Linked DNA regions of Zea mays: region 2 is linked to region 1. Evidence: chromatin contacts called from public Hi-C data. All regions are on one chromosome and are shown on one strand. The core of a region is the stretch at or near the end of the contact, and the rest is flanking DNA. Distances in the headings are between cores, read along the strand shown.

What was found. Hi-C and Micro-C count contacts between places; a contact is called where the count stands out from the background.
Region 2: a contact with region 1 is called in a Hi-C map of root tip, with 5 times the contacts expected there. The contact joins the promoter of LOC103640243 here to the promoter of LOC100192893 in region 1. A contact is called at or near these places in 6 of 25 Hi-C or Micro-C datasets (bundle sheath, ear, endosperm and 3 more).

The regions. Positions count from the first base shown.
Region 1 is chr1:161,676,663-161,680,245 of Zm-B73-REFERENCE-NAM-5.0, reverse strand. LOC100192893 reads left to right here and starts at 1,847. Exons shown (of 7, transcript NM_001358485.1): 1 at 1,847-3,269. The coding sequence starts at 2,598.
Region 2 is chr1:161,862,427-161,866,009 of Zm-B73-REFERENCE-NAM-5.0, reverse strand. It overlaps LOC103640243, which reads left to right and starts at 1,740. Exons shown (of 6, transcript XM_008662863.4): 1 at 1,740-2,382; 2 at 2,852-3,014; 3 at 3,454-3,583.

The sequences.
Region 1 (3,583 bases), core at 598-3,097:
GCCGGGCGCCAGCGCCATCGCCCGACGCCGGCCTCTCGTCCGCCTATCGCCCGCGCGCGGGCGGCAGCGGCCTCTTCTCGCCCGCGCTGCCGTCCGCACTGGCACCAGCCTCACTCTTCACCACCACAGCCAAGGCGCCAACCACTTCTCAAAAAAGAAAACAAAAGGAGTTCTTGCAGTGCCTCGATAGCTAAGACTGTTTTTAGCAGAGCGTAAACAATAAGGGATACTCCATCCGTTTCGTTTTAGATATCGCTGGATAGTGTAAAATTGAACTATCCAGCGACAACTAAAAAGAAACGGAGGGAGTACAAAAATATAGATAATATTGTTTGATACTGTTTACAGAGAAATATTTGAAATATGGATAAATTTGTCACGCACCTTCGTCGTGAATGTTACCGGATATGAGGAAGAGAGCAGGAGAGGTCCGAGGAAGAAGAACAGAAGGAATGGACGAATATTGTTCTGTTATTCGACAACTCTATTAGCAGCATCCTATCGAGTATTTGTACAACAATATACTGGACACGGTCCACGGCCCATTAGTCAAGTCATCCATTCGGCTCCCGTCACCCGCGTATTAGGCCTGCGCACGCGGCGGCCCATCCTTCCAACAGCAGCTTCATTCGTTCCTGCGCTTGCCGATTGGTGTTCAAAGTGTACTGAAGCCGATGGTATGCTGACAATAAACTAGAAAATGAGGTAGGAGATAGCCTAAGCTAATTAACCAACCATGCAGATGGCATGGAGTCCATTGCAGTGCATTATTGGGCATTATCCGCCCCTAGTTCGGCCAGCGCGCGCTGCGTCGTGCAGTACTGCGAGCTTCCCATAAATTCCAGATCTTGTTTTGGAATACAGAGATACACGCCGTTCCAAAGGAGGAAAAAAAGAAATGGAACCCAAAGACAGTTTTAGGGCTAGTTGTAGTTGGTAACCTCATTTTTTTTCTAAGAGATTTTTTAATTTTTTCTAGAGAAAATTAGTTCATTTTCCTTTAAAAAATAAAATTTCTTAGATAAATAGAGTTGTAAAACTAGCGTGAAAAAAATTTACTCTCACTTCAACGAAATCCCACGTCATCGCGATCAATGATTCCAAAATAAGTACACGGTACACAATGCATAAACAAACAGAACTCCAGCGAAAAGAAACGAGACCTAGACTGAACTTAACGTCCGACAACTGTCCCTATCATAAACATTCTCACTTAATGCCCACCACCATGGCAATAGCTAGCCAAACGTTCCCTCCCATTTTGAATATCATGAAAATGAGGTTGGTGGAGGTGAGAATGGAGGGGCTAAACTCCCTCTCCTATTTATATTTGAGAGCGAGGAGATAGAGAGGATTGGAAGGCTGAAATCCCACCACTTTTTAAAATTAAATAGCAAAAGGAAATTTTAGGCCCTCTAATGTCCCTTCTCTCAAACATGCCCTAGAAATTGTGAGCATATATCCCTTTCTCCAAACACGCCAAAACTAAAAGCCAAAAGGGGAGAAAAAAATACACGTTGTCGAAAGCGTTAGATCCCCGCTTTTATCATGCTAATTATAGTTGTTTTTTGTTAACCACTACTCGATGCCCATGTTGCTCACTAAACAAGCTGCCTTTGCTCACATGTGCTCATCTTTTCATCAACCACATCATCGCTCACAAACAGCACTAAACCATCAAGAATGAGTAAGCACTTGAATTTGAAATTTAGAATTCGATGAAAAAGGGCAGACCGGGGTTTAAATACAAACGGCTAGTACAGCATTGCCCATACTGCTTACTGCCCTAGCGTTATAAATATTGCCACATGAACGTTTCCCCGCCCAAAACCAGGACACCGCGTTGGTGTCCCCCCTGTTCTTGCGCGCGCGCATCAATTCCACACTAATTCCCCTTTGCCCGTGTACCCTCACCCAAAGCAAATGCATTCTTTGACCATTGCGTTCCAGCACACCTGTATCTTCTTTCTTTTCGCGAAAGAAAAAACTACTAACAAACTCCCAAGTCCCAACCAGTTCGACGACAAAATTTATCCAAAACACTATCAAAAGCTTCAACTTTTACTTTTTTTTTTTGGATCTGCTGCACCTGTTCTTCAATTCGTCCTTGGTCTCTGGCATAGACAGGTTGTTGCAATTAACCAAAGCCCCCCAAGGCCCTAATCCTCCACCATGCGTAGAGTTAGGCTTTAGGAGGCCAGACAAGAAGATCAGAGAGGGAGTGAGAGAGGTGCACTTGCTCCCCAGCTCAAGACCAGCGCAGGAACTAAAAGCAAAAGGGAAGGACAGATTGAGCACCAATTAAAGGCGGGCAGCTGGAGCAATCGGCCATGGCCTGCCATCGCCTTCGTTGCTATCTTTAGGCTAGCCGCTGCTCGGATTGCTTGTTGTGGACGCAGGGGGAGGAGACTGATCGCCCGGGGAGGCAGAACAGAACAAGACAGAACGGAGGAGGAGGAGGAGGAGGAGAGAGAGGAGACCGACCCTCCCCCTCCCTCCCCTGTGTTCTTGCTCCTCCTCTGTTTCCAGTCCCCCGCCGCCTCCGTGGAGCCATAAGCAGGTGCTTGGCCCGCCGGTCGGCGGCGAGGGCGGCAGACATGGGTTGCGCGGTGTCGAGGCCCGGGGTGGTGTCCTCGCCGTCGTACGAGGACGACGTGTCGTCGTGCTCCTACAATATGTCCCGCAGCGCGTCGGCGTCGGCGGACCTGGGCTCGGCGTCGGCGTCGGCGTCGGCGATGTCGATATGGAGCCGGCCGGTGCGGCTGGAGGCGTTCAAAGACGACGACGAGGACGAGCGGCGGCGGCGGCGGTCGGGGAGGGAGGCTGCGGTAGCGGCGGCAGCGCGGCTGGGGAGCGTCCGGCCGTGCGTGGAGGGCGAGCAGGCGGCAGCCGGGTGGCCGGCGTGGCTGAGCGCGGTGGCCGCCGAGGCCGTGCACGGGTGGGTGCCGCTCCGCGCCGACGGCTTCGAGAAGCTGGAGAAGGTGGGGCAGGGCACGTACAGCAGCGTGTTCCGCGCGCGGGAGCTGGCCACGGGCCGCCTGGTGGCGCTCAAGAAGGTGCGCTTCGACAGCGTGGAGCCCGAGAGCGTGCGGTTCATGGCGCGGGAGATCCTCATCCTCCGCCGCCTCCAAGGCCACCCCAACGTCGTCGGACTCGAGGGCCTCGTCACCTCCCGCTCCTCCCCCTCCATCTACCTCGTCTTCGAGTACCTCGAGCATGACCTCGCCGGACTCAGCTCCTCCCCCGACATCACCTTCACCGAGTCGCAGGTACGTCACGTCATTAGAGCATCTCCAACAATGCCTCAAACTAGTGCCTCAAATTGAAATATAGGGCTCTACACAGGAAAAAACACTCCAACAGTGCCTCAATTCAACAAATTTTGTCAAAAAACTATAGGGCACCCTCTCAAGTGCCTCAAATATACTACACCGTAGTGGGCTGCCTTATAATCTAGATTTGAGGCTTTACTGTTGGAGCGAGGTGTTTTATTGGTGCCCTAAATTCTATAAAATTTACTTATTTTTAAATTATAAGACATTTTTATAGGTCACATTGTTGGAGATGCTCTTAGCTTTAGCTT
Region 2 (3,583 bases), core at 491-2,990, 190 kb before region 1:
GATTATTATGTAGTATGTGATAAATAGACAAATAGAGGTTTGGTGAGCAAAAACTTCGTCAATTCAAACATCTCAGTAGGCATGTGTCGATGCACAGTACCGTGCAATTTTCATCCAAGTTGTGTAAGGGCATGTACAACCCTGAGACTCCTGTTCGGTTTTCAAAATACAAAAGACAACTAAGAGACTTCACAATATAACCATGAGACTCTCGATAATAAATATAGCTAAGAAACAACATGTATAGAGAGTCGTGAGGAGACGAGCTCTTCACAAAGAACCCGTCTCTTATATTTTTTCAATTAGCTCCTTAAAACCCCCTCAATAGACCATATTAAGGGCCCGTTTGGCACAGCTCCACCTCCTGATTCTAAGCGAGGATCTAGAGGAGCCGTGCCAAACGAGTATTTTTTAAACTGATTCTCGTGTGGAGCCGAAAGATCAGGAGTCGTTTTTTGTGAAGAAAGGTGGGATCTAAAAAAACCTGCTCCACCCTCCCTTAAAACAGCTCCTCAACCAACCAAATATGGACCTCCCCTTAAAGTTTGATCGAAATTACCCGCAATTGCCATTGGACAAAAACATAACGAGCCAATTTATGGATTAAACATTTGAGACCATTTTATGCACTACTATGATGGGAATATTTTATATGTTATTGTTTCATATATTTTTCCGTATATGCATCCTACTTATTGATTTGTAATAAAGTTGAACTGCAAAGAGTAAAACAGACAATCGCTACAGACCACCAACTCTCAGAAGACAAGAATCAGTTTACTTGCCAAACAGTTTTAAAAATGATTCTGATTTTCTAGGAGAATCAGGAGGATCAGCTCCTCACGAGGATCAGGATCTAGAGCTAAAGAAGCAGGAGCTGGAGCTTTGCCAAACGGGCCCTAAATGGAGTTACACATGGCCTAATGATTTTAGTAAATGACCGTCCTTGCCTGTAAGAATTGACCAGTACAGTGGACGCGAGTACAATTGGAATCCTTCGAATCCAGGTCCAGGAAAATGACATAACTTCTCATTAAACCATCCATTACGCTTACGCAGCCGGAGAAACAAATGAATTGAAGAAACGGCTCCTGCTTTTGACTCCTGTTCCAGCCTTTCTTTATGCACTGCACATAAATCCAAACCAAAATTAGCGAGGAAAGAAACACTTGATATGTGTAGATCAACGACAAGATAAGGGGGTGTTTGGTTTCTAGGGACTAATGTTTAGTCCCTACATTTTATTCCATTTTAGTTCTAAAATTGCCAAATATAGAAACTAAAACTTTATTTCAGTTTCTATATTTAACAATTTATATACTAAAAAGGAATAAAATGAAGGGACTAAACATTAGTCCCTAGAAACCAAACACCCTCTAAGACACCCCTTTCGGTATCAGGTGATTAGTTGTGAATTTGTCACCGGTCAGCTAGGGGACAAGAACTACGCTGTTGCGGTTTTCCAGGTTCGGTGTGTGCATGTAGCGGTGCTGCTACATTTATGATCTTCCTGCCTTTCCTTTCTCCATGCTCCAATCCAGAGGCACAGGAGAGAGAAAGTCAGAAAGGCACTCCAGCCACTCCTAGAGGGAGGGAAAGAGAGATAGTGTGTGTGAGAGGGCAAAGAATGGAATAATTGAAAATCTATGCTGAATTTGTTTTTTTGTTATAATCGTCTCTATAGTATATGGGTCCATACGTGTCTATAAATTATAGAGTTAATGGTAAATTCTCACAGCCCATGAGAACGATGCCAAATTTGCAAATCTATCGGCAGAAAATCACCCACGTCTGCAATTGTCCAAAAAGCTGAACTCACCAGTCACCACGGAGGAAAAAAAAGAGAGGAATGGGAAAGGCACAGAGAAGCCCCTAATTTATGGCTTTTTGCACCCGAACCCCAATGCAAAGTGATGAAGAAAATCAATGCCTTCTCCTATCCACCACCAAACCTTGGTAGAGTGAGAACAATATACTCCGCCAGGGCGTCCTACAAGAGAAGAGGAGCCGGCAGAGAATAAGAAGACCAGAAGTTGACAAACTTTTCCTGTTCTTCGAGAAGCCCATTTTCTCTCTTCTTCTCCACTAGATAGAGAAAGGGGAGAGAGAGGGAGCCGAGGAGGAGAAGATCCCTCTCACCGTCATCTGCTGGCCAATCTAATCTCCGTCGTCTGCATCTGGGTCTGCTCCCGTCCATGGCCTAGTGACGGAGGATTGTATCTCTGTCCATGTGGATGGCGATAAATTAGTACTTGTTTATAGGTGTTGCTGTTTGGTTGGTTGGCCTTGTCTCCTTGTTTGAGGAAGTGGGGAGAGGCGGAATCTTTTGTTGGATCATGGCAGTTCCAATGCGGCCGGTGGGCTTCGCCCCCCCGTGACATGGTGAGCAGTTGAGGGGACGGATTATCTCCTGTTCTTGGCTGCTTCCCTCTGTTCTATTCTGGCCTGGCCGCCATTGTTTCAGCGGATGAGTTCGGGGTCGGAAGTCTTGTTCTTGGAGGTTCTCCCCTCTGCTTATTGGCCATATGATGTTCTACTCCTGCCTAAATTTTGCCTGTGCGAAAAATTTGTGTCCTTTTTGATGTTGTGGTTTTGGTTGGATAATAGTGTGGGAAAGCTGACAACTTTCTTGATTTTGGTTTGATAATATTATCCTTGCAGTGTGCTTGTGATGTTGCGATTTTTCAGAAAGCTCTGATTTTTAGCGCTTCATTATTTGGAATCCTTCTGGCTCTGTAGTTTGCTGTGGTTTGTGATCTCGTCTTCAATATTTTTTGTCGCTTGCATTTATGGCCCTTCACGCCTTCTTTTTCTTCCCATTCCCTGACGTCCTACAAATGACAAATTACAGGTCTCTTGTTGCTGACACTACCTGGACTTTTCTTCTGCTTATGACAAAGACGAACTGATAAGCTGGCATTCGTAGATCGGTTTCTTGGGAGATACACATACAGAAGCTTTAGGGTCGGCTCGTAGAATCTCTCAGACACCGTCGTTTTGCATCCGAGAACTTGGTAAGTAGTATGAGATGTCCTTCTTGCGGTTTTCTGAACCAATGCTCGTTTACCTTCTGTTTGTCATCAGAGAAGATCCTTATCCTACTTGTTGATCGAAATTGAAGTGTTTGTAAAGAATGCTAAGTAATGCGTTTCTTTATGTGCATTTTTGTGATGAGGTTCGGGGGTTTCGCCTCTGTGCTGTTTCATTCACTTTGGACTAAATTTTCAACATTTTCTTCAATCGATAATTACTGGCACTGAGATATTTCCCCAGCAAAACTAATTTTATGGAATGTTGATTACTTGTTTAACTCCCATTGCAATTTGGTATCCACTCTAGTTGCATTATTTAAAGTTGTGATGATTACTCATGGTCAGAGTTTGCAGAAATTAGGGGCTTACTTTCAGTTTTCTGTTTTCTAATTGCTTACGAGCTGTGATTGCCAATTTTCAGGTCACTTCTAAGTGCATTTTCCTTTGCTGCAAAAGGTGCTGAATAAACTGTCTGCACAAGTCAGTGGTCCTTGAACTACAGGGACCTGATCTGCAGATTCTTCCATTGGGTACTGTTTCATATTTGACCA